Regions from separate parts of the Acanthopagrus latus genome. Here region 2 is linked to region 1. The links are chromatin contacts, called in public Hi-C maps. All regions are on one chromosome and are shown on one strand. The core of a region is the stretch at or near the end of the contact, and the rest is flanking DNA. Distances in the headings are between cores, read along the strand shown. Region 1 holds the start of LOC119005790 (trafficking kinesin-binding protein 1-like). Region 2 holds the start of cmtm8b (CKLF-like MARVEL transmembrane domain-containing protein 8b).

The links. Hi-C and Micro-C count contacts between places; a contact is called where the count stands out from the background.
Region 2: a Hi-C map of liver shows a contact between it and region 1, with 3 times the contacts expected there. The contact joins the promoter of cmtm8b here to the promoter of LOC119005790 in region 1. A contact is called at or near these places in 3 of 4 Hi-C or Micro-C datasets (liver and muscle).

Annotation. Positions count from the first base shown.
Region 1 is chr17:10,200,819-10,206,633 of fAcaLat1.1, reverse strand. LOC119005790 (trafficking kinesin-binding protein 1-like) reads left to right here and starts at 4,284. Exons shown (of 17, transcript XM_037073751.1): 1 at 4,284-4,783. It overlaps ulk4 (serine/threonine-protein kinase ULK4), which reads right to left and starts at 2,321. Exons shown (of 37, transcript XM_037074083.1): 1 at 2,099-2,321; 2 at 1,324-1,464; 3 at 874-973; 4 at 428-567; 5 at 171-333. The coding sequence starts at 2,275.
Region 2 is chr17:10,361,387-10,367,151 of fAcaLat1.1, reverse strand. cmtm8b (CKLF-like MARVEL transmembrane domain-containing protein 8b) reads right to left here and starts at 1,476. Exons shown (of 4, transcript XM_037072967.1): 1 at 1,302-1,476. The coding sequence starts at 1,433.

The sequences.
Region 1 (5,815 bases), core at 3,035-5,534:
TTCACATGTTCTCCAGCTGATAATGAGTCCCCCCAACAACTATAAACTGTGTTCTTATTTACTCCATCAAAATGTGTAAGTCCTTAGATGCTTGGCTAATCTAATGGTTAGTCATCAGTCAAGAATTCAATGTATATAGGATCAACATGAAGAAAAAATAATCATCTGACCTTGTAGCCTTTTACTCATGTTTTCAAAGTGCTCCCTGCTATCTTCTTCCCTTGCCTCATCTGATGTAGAGAGCATGGCAAATAAATCCTCCAATGTCTCTCCCTCTGCCTTAGACATACAGAAGTTACCAAACTTCAGACTGCCGCTGCCATCAAGTTGGATCTATGGGGAAAAGGAGATATACTGTATTTATATGGAAATGATCACTTCGCTGTTATCTGGTTAGTCCTACATACACATGAATGCAGATACAAACCTTAGCAGGGGTCAAGTCAGAGAAAATTATTCCTGATTCATGGATGTGTTTCAGTCCTTTGACCAAGTCCCATCCAAACCCCCTCACCACATCCTCTGACAGGCATCCATCACGACTAATCACAGACTCCAGGGATCCACCTTATCGATGAACAGAACGAGGGAGCAAAGAAAAAAGTGAGCAAGCAGGAGCATGAGAGAGTACCTGACTCATGTTGCATTGTTTCAAAAACCAACAATCCAATATGCGTAAAAAAAATAAATAAATAAATGGCAGATTACAATTTATACTTGAAGATGAATATCTTTCACTACTCAGTGGAAGGAATATAAGGGTATTTTTTTGTAATGTGTTATCAGTTTGAAGCTGTTATAAGATGCAATTCTTAACATCCTATGATGGCTGAAAAAACAGTAAGTTATTATGTCTAATGGTGCATGACTGACCTGTACAGAGCTCCACCACCAACCAGAGGTGGTTACTTGTCTCATACCACTCATAGAAGGATACTATGTTAGGATGATTCAGATCATGTGAGAGACGTACCTAACAGGGGACAGAAACAAGACTGAATCTGTACAGTAGGGATACTTTGTTACAAAGCCCAAAGCAAAATGAATCCTTAAAAGAGTTCTTGTCTAGTATCCCTATGATCTCCAGACTGTTTGTTAGACAATGCTGATTAAAATTTGGGAAATTCAGACAGAGAGACAGGGCTCACATCTCCAATGTCGTAATGCTCTTGTTTGTCTGATGACAACATAGTTAGTAGTATCTTAACATAGTTGCTGATTTCAAGTGTCTTCTGGTTCCATAAAGCAATAGTATTATCAATGTTATGAAAATGCAACAGATGTCTTAAAACAGGTTTATTCAGCTTAATGGTATTATCTTACATGGTTAGTGATGTGAGGTCTCCCAGCTTTGTTGGCGCAGATGATGGCTACATAGTTGAGATTGCCCTTCTTTCTTCCTTTATAGACCACAGAGCTACTGCCTGCCCCAAGCTCCTCATACAGAATAAAGTTCTCCATCGACTGTTGGAAAGAAGGAGGCCTCAGACTATAATATATTACAGTAATATATACAGTGCTAGTGCATTTGCAATGGATATTTGCTCTGGCAGGATACAGGATATTTTGAATAACACAATTATTAAGTACACAATTAAAAAACATAAACTTTATATAGTAGCCTGTTAATATGCTGCCTCTAAATTTAACCAGCTGCTTATAATCACGGTAATGGCTAATTCAGCTAGCTGCAGAACACCTGGCTGGACTAGATGGGAAAGCGTTTCCTAAAAGGAGAATTTTAACTTTAGACGAAGAAAGGACGCCATTTGGGTAAAATAATTGGTCGTGTTTGAAAGAGATTTAAAAGTTTTGAGTTTATGAATAAAATACTAAGCGTTAAGTTCATGCTGTCAAATAAGAAGCTAACGGTTGGCTTATATGTTTGTGGTTCATCAGCCGCAAACGATATCGTCTAACGTTAACGTCTTTCGGAAGAACAGTTTGTTCGCTTGTAAGGAGACAGAAGTTGGATGCAACTCCTAAAAACTGGCAGAATTAGATTAAACTGAATGCAACTCTACACACAGGCACAAAAACGTGGATAATAATGTTTACTATTCCTCACTTCATATCAGTTAAGTATTTTAGAACTTACCTCCTCAGCAGCCCACTGTTTGATGGCGGAAGACTGATGGGCCACGTAATTCCAACTGGAAGAGGGAAGTCTGAGATACTTCAGATAAAATGAAAAACTAATTCTATTCACCAGTGTGATCACATGTGTACAAAGACGTGCATTTGTGTTCCTAAAATACTTAAACATACACATCATTCAAGAAAAACGTCGGTTTGATTGTTTGAAGGATTTTTGGTTTTAACTTGATCACCTCCAAATGGCATATTCCTGCGTTGCTAGGATACAAAAGTGCATACAACAGACCGCGCTCCCTGGTCCGCGTGGAGTGCAGCAATAACTATAAATGACTGTAAGACACTGTAAAAAGTGGGATATATTAAACAAATGTAGTCCAATAATCTGCGAACTACAGAAATTTCCAACCCTTGGCCTGGTTTCTCTCATTCTCAATCTGATTTTCTGTACATTTTAGAGGCTTATATTTTCTTCTCTTTTTTTCTTCTAACTTGAATTGTATTATATCAATTTCTAAAATGTATTGGGGCAAAACTACATGATTGTTATATTGCTCACTGTGCAGACATAATGCCCCCCCCCAAAACACACACACGCGCGCACGCACGCACGCACACACACACACACACACACACACACACACACACATCAGAGTACAATTACGTCATGCTTCGAATGAAACCGTCAGCAGGACACAAGCCACCCGTGACACTACTGAATGGATTTTATGCAGTCTGCAACTGGCGAAACGTATGTAGCCATGTGCGTGTTGGACAACCAAAAACTGTCGAACTTTCGACAGTTTCGAGCAACAGCCAATATAATTTTTCGTGTCCTTACACAGGATCCGTTAGTATAATCTCCGACCAAGCAATTCATATGAAAGATGACTTTTTTCTTTGCACTGAGTGCCTGATGAAGCCATTAAACGATAGCCTATAGAAGTTTGGTTTTTCCAATTATAGAATAAAACTTTCACACAATCATGTACGTCTAATAAATCCCCAATAGAAAATGTAAGGAAGGGGAAGGGGACCTGTAAAGCAAAAAGTATAACTGTGAGAAGGGGTTAAGGAAATCTTAACACAATTTGAATGGTTACAGAATATTTTATAGATGGAGAGGGACTGAACAACAAGGGCCAGTGGAACTCCTCTCTCAGTACACAGAACTTGAAACTTCCTAACCTGTAAGGTTACATACAATTGCTATGAGCACCGTTTCCGCTAAAGGCATTTTGGTCTACAAAATAAAAGCAAGAAATAAATTCAATTAAAAAATGTTTTCCACATTTGCCTCTTACAACATTGTATCTGCTAACTAAACATTTTTTATAACCAGGAAACCTCTTTTAATGATTGCCGATATATTCTGCCTAAAATGGAGCCCTTTTCTGTATGGCCACACCCAGGTTACTCAGTATAGTTGACTGAGCAGAATTACAAAATCAAAATCATGTCTTCGCTTCAAGTCAGATGGGCTAAGCACTAAGCCAGACCGCTACTGTCATCCACCAAGGCAGCTGCAATTTATAGTCTTCCTTACATTTCAGTGGGTTTAAATAGGCAGAAGAACTACCCAGTCACATGACTGACATATATAGTCACAATTTAAGCTGAAAACATTTCAAACTTTGCTTTCAATTGGTGTAGGTGTTTATGTTTTTAAAAATATATTATGTAAAATAGTCACATTCTCACAACGACACACTACCATGTTACATTAATGTTCCAAATACTTAAGATATTTTTATCTACAGTTATTAAAAACATTCTAGCCACAATCACATTACAATGTAATATAAACAAGTTATAAATCATTGTGTAACAATATCAGAGACTAGTTACGTTTTGGAGGTATTGTCATTCAGAGTATTCCATCCATCCATCCATCCATCCATCCATCATCTGTACATATTCTATGTACGCCGCTTAATCCTCTGCAGGGTCGCGAGAGTATTCCATGTCAACAAATTTTTGCAGGTAAGTCGATTTTACATCTACCTTCTATGGTATTTATATGGTCTATTCAGCTTAATACACTTGTGTACACCAGAGCCTACTAAAAATAGTCAAGTGAAACCAGATATTTTTAACACGTCTCTTAATGCAGATTATTTTGAAATCACTCCCACCGGATGCGGCTCAACATTGTTTCCACTTTGACTCGGCTCACCTCAGCAGCTTTGTTTCCAACAAGCGATTCAGTCAGCACCGCTCAGGAAAAAAAAGAGAAGCTGCTGAAGTTCTGTGAACAGGCTCAGGACTGACTGAATTCTTCTTTCCGGTTCTTCATATTCTGACACCGGTGTCGTGTTGAAGTCTGTTCCCCTGTCAGATAGTGGTTTATGTGGCGGTGCAGGGAACAGGGTTTAGGGTTAGGCGTAGCAGAGACAACTGGTTGGGGGGTGAGGGCACGGTCGGGGTCAGGTTAAGCATCTCGGAAACCTACTTGTTGCGTTTGGGATTAAAGTTTAGGTTGGGGTTGAGGTTAAGGTAAGGGGGAACCAATATCGACGGGGAAACAACACTTCTTCACGGCTGCATCGTCGCGTTTTGGCTCAACCGTTAAACGTCGGTGAGCAGAGTCACGCTGCGTGAACCGGCGGTCGTCTTTGGCTAGTCGCCCAACAGAGAGAACTGGGCTTGTTTCTGCCTCCCCAGAGAAGTCCAAGCTGTCTGCTCATAGGTAAGAAGTCTTTGTGTGAGTTTGTGAACGTCTCAGATTTAAAGTTTGGTGATTACGGTTATCCTGGAGCAGGTGCACCGTGCCGCACAGTTTGGGATAACGTGCAGCGGTTACTCATGGTAGCATCCGTTCATGCGACACAACCCGACAAGCCTTTAACGAGTGAAACTATTGAGTCTCTTCCTCATCTGTTACTTACCTTGTTGGCTCTTGCTAGCTCAGCTCTATTAGAATAGGTTATTTCTTGCATGAGAACCACCCTTTGGTCTGATCTAATAAGTAGTTGGCAGTAGTTTGTGTGACTCAGAAGTGATCATGTAGAGGCTCTGGAGTGTGTCACAGCAGCTTGAAGGCTGTGGGCACCTTTTAATAAGATTGATTTCAGGCTTAGGTAGACCTAATCCTATCCACTAAATCTGCCTCCACTCATTAAAAGTGACTGAAGTCCCCTCAGTGTCCACAACGAGTCTGACTGATCATCACAGCTTTGTTACCTCCCAGACACTGAACAAACCATGTCCACTAATGTCAATAGGTACGTTTATTGTTACTCTGGTCTGTCAGCGGGGTCATATACATGTATCAAACTTGAATTTGTGCCTGAAAAGGTTCAGTTGCCAAATATGTAAATCACACTATGTAAATAGGATATTAAAATAAATCACTTTGCTTATAGTTCCAGTCCTGCATACAATTAGAGCATTCCTGTAAAAAGTATTTTTATATTTACATAAGATGCAATTGTTGTTAAGTTAACCCATAATCTCTTGATAATTGATTTTCTTCATTAAAAGTAATGTTTATTAGGTTTCCCTTCAGAATCCAATTGCAGAGACCAAATGATGGCGTGAGTCACAGGTTAGTTGAAGCAGGCCTGTGAGACTTTACTGAGATGTGGTTCCAGAACAGGGCTGCAACACAGTGTCATACAGTCAGTGGGAAAGGTACTGAACTTCATCTATTTCACTGAGGAGGAGGAGGAGGAGGAGGAGGAGGGTTTCTCAGCCAGTTCAGAGAGACTAAATAAGGTTC
Region 2 (5,765 bases), core at 227-2,726, 160 kb before region 1:
CATTTTCATTAAATGATCAGAATCAGTGTCATGCAATTAGTTTTTTTTATCTGATTGCAAATCAAACTAATTAAAAATGGAAATCCGTAAGTAGAATGCACTGGATTTAAGAACATGTAGGACTGCTTATATTCCATCACTGGTCTTTACAGCTTCATTGTTCTTTTTTTTTTTTTTTTATACCACTGGGAAGTGGTGAGGGCATTCATCAGGAGCAAGATACAAACACAGCCCCTTGTAAAGCACCTCCTATCAATATTATTTCAGTTTGTTCCAATTTCTGTTCTCTAGAATGTTTGCGTCATCTAATTTTAAGGTCAGTCTCAGTTAACTACAATAACTTGCACCCAACGTGCCTCCATCTCCTCTGAATCTGAAGTGTTGTGTGGAGGAACTAAATCTCTTTCCTCTTGCGCCAAAACCGATCCCACCCTTCCTGTTTCACAACAAAAGATTCCTGCTGGATGTTTCACATCCGACAAGAAAACATTTTCTGTAAAACACGAGTTCAAGTTTAATTTTAGCTCTGTTTAAATGGAATCCCTCACAGGTCATCTGCCAAGTCACTGAGATGTTTCAGTGCACCTGTCCTAGTAATTTAACCCTGAATAAGCAGTCAAATGTGGTGTTTTCAGGATGCAATTTAGATTTTTTTTATCAATCCTCAAATTTATCGATGAATTGAAAGCAATGATCCCACAATCTGTTACATAAATCGACAAGTTTGAAGTGCGATTGCAATAAAATTTGACTTAAAACTCTCTGCAGTCATTTCCAATCAGATTAGTCTGACAGTGGCCTGCCCAGCCTCTGTATGGCAGCCAGCCAGACTGTATTTACAGAAAAACTGTCCAGACTTTTTCCCGCTGCTGATTTAGAAAGGAAGGGAGACAATGAGAGAGATAAAAGGAGGAAGAGTCAATATGCTTGGCATGTTTTTGGTTAACTTCCTATTTTCCTTGAAAATAGGTTCATAGATTTTCTGTAAATCCGTTAAATGCAGTCGAAGGAATGATACTTGAATCCTTTCATGACTTTTTTTTTACTCGTGAATTTCAGATCTTTTTCAAAGAAAAGGATTAAAAAATGTATTTGTGTACAGAACCTGCCCTCATACATGTTGTACTGTGCTACCCTCAAAGAAACGTCGTCTCGTCTTCTCTATTACTGTCTCTCATAAACATTATAATTATTTCCACTTCCTGTCACTGCTCCATTAAATGTACAATCAGTTATCCCAGAAGTAACTTCTTGTCATCAAATCAGGCGCCAAACATCTTGGAATCCATATTCACACTTACTATCTCAGCCAGGAGGAGTAATCCTGTGGCAGTTGTGGTGAAGTGATGGTCGAAGGCCAGGGTGGAGGTTGAGATGTTGCATTCTGGTACTGAGGGAGTCCTGCGGGCCGACACCACTGCAGCCCTGTCCATGGTGCACTGACGCTGGCGGTCTGTGTGCTTTCAGTCAGGCTGTCGCTTTCGGAGAGGAAGCCGTGTTCCTGTCCCGGACTCTGACAAGGACACCCCTCTTTGAGCTGATGAATACTGTATATCAGCTCACATATCAACAACAATTGCACACACAAACATTTGAGTTGTGCCTTGTCTCACACACTTTCATTACAAAATAACTGATTGAAGAAAAATGACTTCTCTCTGTTGGGTGCTTTAAAGTGAACAACTCTACACTGTAGAGCCAATTTCGCACAAAAACAGTTGAAACAATAGCGTGACGGAGGCCATGCCGCTACGTCACATGTTTGATTTGGCTCAGAGGTGGCAATAAATAGGAAGGGAATGGAGATGACAGTAGTACAGAAGCTGATGATGACAAATCTGCTACTGATGATGAATAAGGCTGGCAGGCTGGAGGCAGAGGTGGCGTCTGTGTTAGGGGGCCACAGTAGTGCTTCTTCTAGCAAACAACCAAACTACAATTATTGTTATGTTATTGCTGTTATGTGGTCACTGTGTTCAGCAATACAGTGAAAATCAATTTGGTTGTGTTAGCTAATGCACAACCATGAAGGATTTTTGTTTGTGGTGCATTTAAGAATGCACAGAGGGCAGTTATAACAGAACGACAACATAAAGACTCTGAAAACAAACACGGAAAGACTTTCACTTAATGTGAAAACAGCCTACTAATGTCACTATTAATAAGCTCTAATACTTGATTAGCTGAATGGTGAAGCATCCTTAAAGACACCAGCAGGGGACATTTTCACTCACACCTGAATCACAATTAATACTAATGCAACTTTGAAAATAAGGGCGACACACTGTGGCGCGTTACTTATCTCAAAGTTTAATCTGCAAATCCAGCAGATTCAGTGAAATGAAATGAAATGAAACCAGCCGAGATCACTTTAAAGATCCCTCCCTGTCTTCTGACACATGCACCCTTTAAATAACAATCTGTGTCTGATATGATTTCTACATTCTACTTTAAAGATCAGTGTCTTTGTTCAAGATTCTTAAAATAACATTTCAAGTTTAACTACAGAGTACATTAAGGAAAGGAGAAATGCCCAGTCTCGGTGTGTGTGCACTTATACTTGCGGAAGCTGCATATTGGACCAACGTTGGCTCCGAATTTGCGATCATGTTAAACTCAGATTTAAGCTGAGCACACTGAAGCTTAAACATCCATGTGAATGAACAAACCCCAAAAAGAGTCAAGTCATTTGTATTTATAAAGCCTATCACAACTAACATTGCCCCAGTGGGTAGTACAATCTGCACAGTGCACACATTCTCTCCTTAGACCCTTGATTCAAGTAAGGAAACCCTTGTAGCGAGAGAGAAAATACACAAAATTGAAGAAACCCCAGAAAGAGCCGCAGAGGAGGGATCCCTCTGCCAAGAATGACGGACCAACAATAAATGTCCCATGTACCAAACAGACCAACAGCGTCAAACAGTAAAGAAACTACAATGAGTTAAAATATCTGATAAAAGTAGATTCTAAAATATACATGTGAAGACAGTAAATTCAGGAGGATGGGCAGGCCAAGGTGTGGCTACACGACCTCCTCTCTATCATGGTGACTTGGAACAGGACAGGATGACAAGATTATCGAAAGAATCATCAGAATGTGTACAGATGGTCATTTTTATTTTTTACCCAGTGTTTGTTTTTTTTTTGTTTTGTTTTTTTTAAATAATAATAATAATAGTAAGATTGTAAAACAGAAGTAAGCAATGATCCATGAGGGGGGCCCTGAAGGTATGACGCTCCACATCCAGCATGTGTGAGGCAGGAGAGTGAGAGGTTCCCGCGCGTCTGAGTGGAAACAGAAACAAAAACAGAAGTTAAAAAAATGCAGAGTCTCTCAGAAGTAAAAGATTGTTGTGTTCTAGTACACAGTCGAGGAGAAGGAGGGGCCTCCTCTTGCTCAGAGCTTGCTGCTGCATTAAGTTGTTTTGGACCACTAAGAGAGAAGAGAGATATCTGGCCTAATTAAAACACTGCTGCAGTGCAGCCATAGAGGCAGTGATTGTCTTTGACCACTGGGGGGCAGTAGTCACACATGATAACAAGTAAGAGGAAAAACGGGGACAAAAGACAAACAGTTGAGGCCAACAAGAGGCACTGTTATCACTGAGGGCTTGTAAATAGTGGTTTTATTTACTAATTGTGTCGCAGCTTGGTTAAGCTAACATGGCTAATACCACATACTCTTTGGGGTCACCTGCCTTTAACTTGGGTGACCCAGAACATAATGGTGCATGTCTGTGTGTTTTTCCAGGACAGAGTAGAAAAGGTTGGAACAGAGGGAAATAAAGTGTTCCAAGGTTTGTATTGATAAACAAAAAAATAACCCCTATATGATGAAACAGAGTTTCATTTCAGTTGTATTTGAATTTAGTCAGTGAGACAATATCCTGTCAACTCTGGCAGCAGATCCCCAAGAAGGCAAGTCAAGCTTTAACTCTGATTGGACAGCAGTGACTCAAACAGCCGGGTGACTTTAAACTATCATCATTAGTTTCATTACAATGAAATCGATTGTCATTGAAGCCACTAGAACTTTTGGACGTAAAATCAAAGCAGCTCCTCCTCTCCTTCAACACATGCAAACAAATAGACCAATAACCTTCACACTGAGATGGTGCAGTCGATAGCCAGGGCGATGCATTATCTGACTGGATATTTTACATGCTTTATCTTATTCTACTCGATAGTCTAATTCTGCCCTGATGAGCACATTCTGCTCTGAACAGCGATCCATCCACCGCAGCAATCCATACTCCCCATTACTCTGTATCTCCATTTACTGAACCAACAGGCCGGCTTTTGTTGACTATCAATGGCTACATGTAGCCAATACAATGAAAATAAAATAGTCAATCAAGGCATTTCTGCCGATGGATAGGCAGCCTGCGCCTATTAGTCTTTCTTGAGACCAATAGATTTTCTATATAAGCTGTCTAACAGCTAATTATTACAGCAGGACTGAGGTCATTTCACTTTCATTCAATTAATTAAAAATGGAAACACAATCTCAATGTCATTTACTAATGTCAGAGCATATTCTTAATTATTTCTTGACAGATTGAGTGTGGCCACCTTCAGAAAGTTTTCAGTGTTAACCGTTTAGGAATTCCCTTTGACAGATTGCCGTTGCAGTCTATGCTCTGTGTTATATTTGAAAGGTTAATTATAGATGATTCCTTAATAGAAGATAATTAATAAAGCAAATGAAAAAAGTTTGTTAATTATAGAAAATTCTTCTCTTTTTTCATTTTTGTGTATAATGTTCTGGCTGTTCAGAGGCTTTTATGGTGATTTTTATATTTATGGGTAATTCCAATTTATAGTTTGTAGTATAGTTCTTTGGTTTGTGTTTCCACTCTGCAGAATGAATGGAGGGAAAGGTAACACATTTATTATTTGTATTCAAAAGCATGCACTTATCCCTTCTCATCTTATATAACACACACATGCGCGCACACACACACACACACACACACACACACACGCACACACACACACACACAAGAGTACTGCCAACACAGTATCTGTACTGAACGTATGAATAATAGAAGCCACTTGTCGATGTGCTCACATTAGAGTGGACTCTCTCCTCAGCCACACACACAGGAAACCTTGATTGATGATGCTGTTGGGGAGAGTTGCTATAAAGTTATTTGAAAGCGCTGAACACAACCTCCATCTTCCTCATCCCCCCCTTTGTCCTCCTTGTCTTCCTGCTCCAGCTACTATAAAGCTTAATGACTCCTCTTTTTTACATCTCCAATCACCTGGTGCCATTATTTGTCTCCATGGCAGGCTTTACAGCAATCCAGTGGGACTTCAGTTTACCGTTAATCACTTGTAGCTTGCTACAACTATGCAGTAGAATGAACTGGCAATGCAACCTGGCTGCATGAATTCGGATTTTCATCTTTAAAGATTTTAAGAGATGGTTTGAGTTGTGCAAAATGACAAAAGTCTACCAAGATGTGATAAATTTATTGAATCTTGAAGAAACAACTACAGTAGATTGAAAGTCTACAGGTGAGGTGGAGGAAAACCTTTTTAGCGCCAGAAAATCATCCCTGCTGAACATACAGTTCAGACAGGGACAGATCATATCGGTGGATATCTGATAGCCAGTGTGATCATAATAAGTGACAATACAGCATCAATAACGTACCAAGTAAACATCATGCTCTTTTGTCTCAGCAGTTCAATTAAAACCTCACCAATTAAGAGCACAAAGGCTCTGAATCACACAGGTGATCGATGCTTATTTC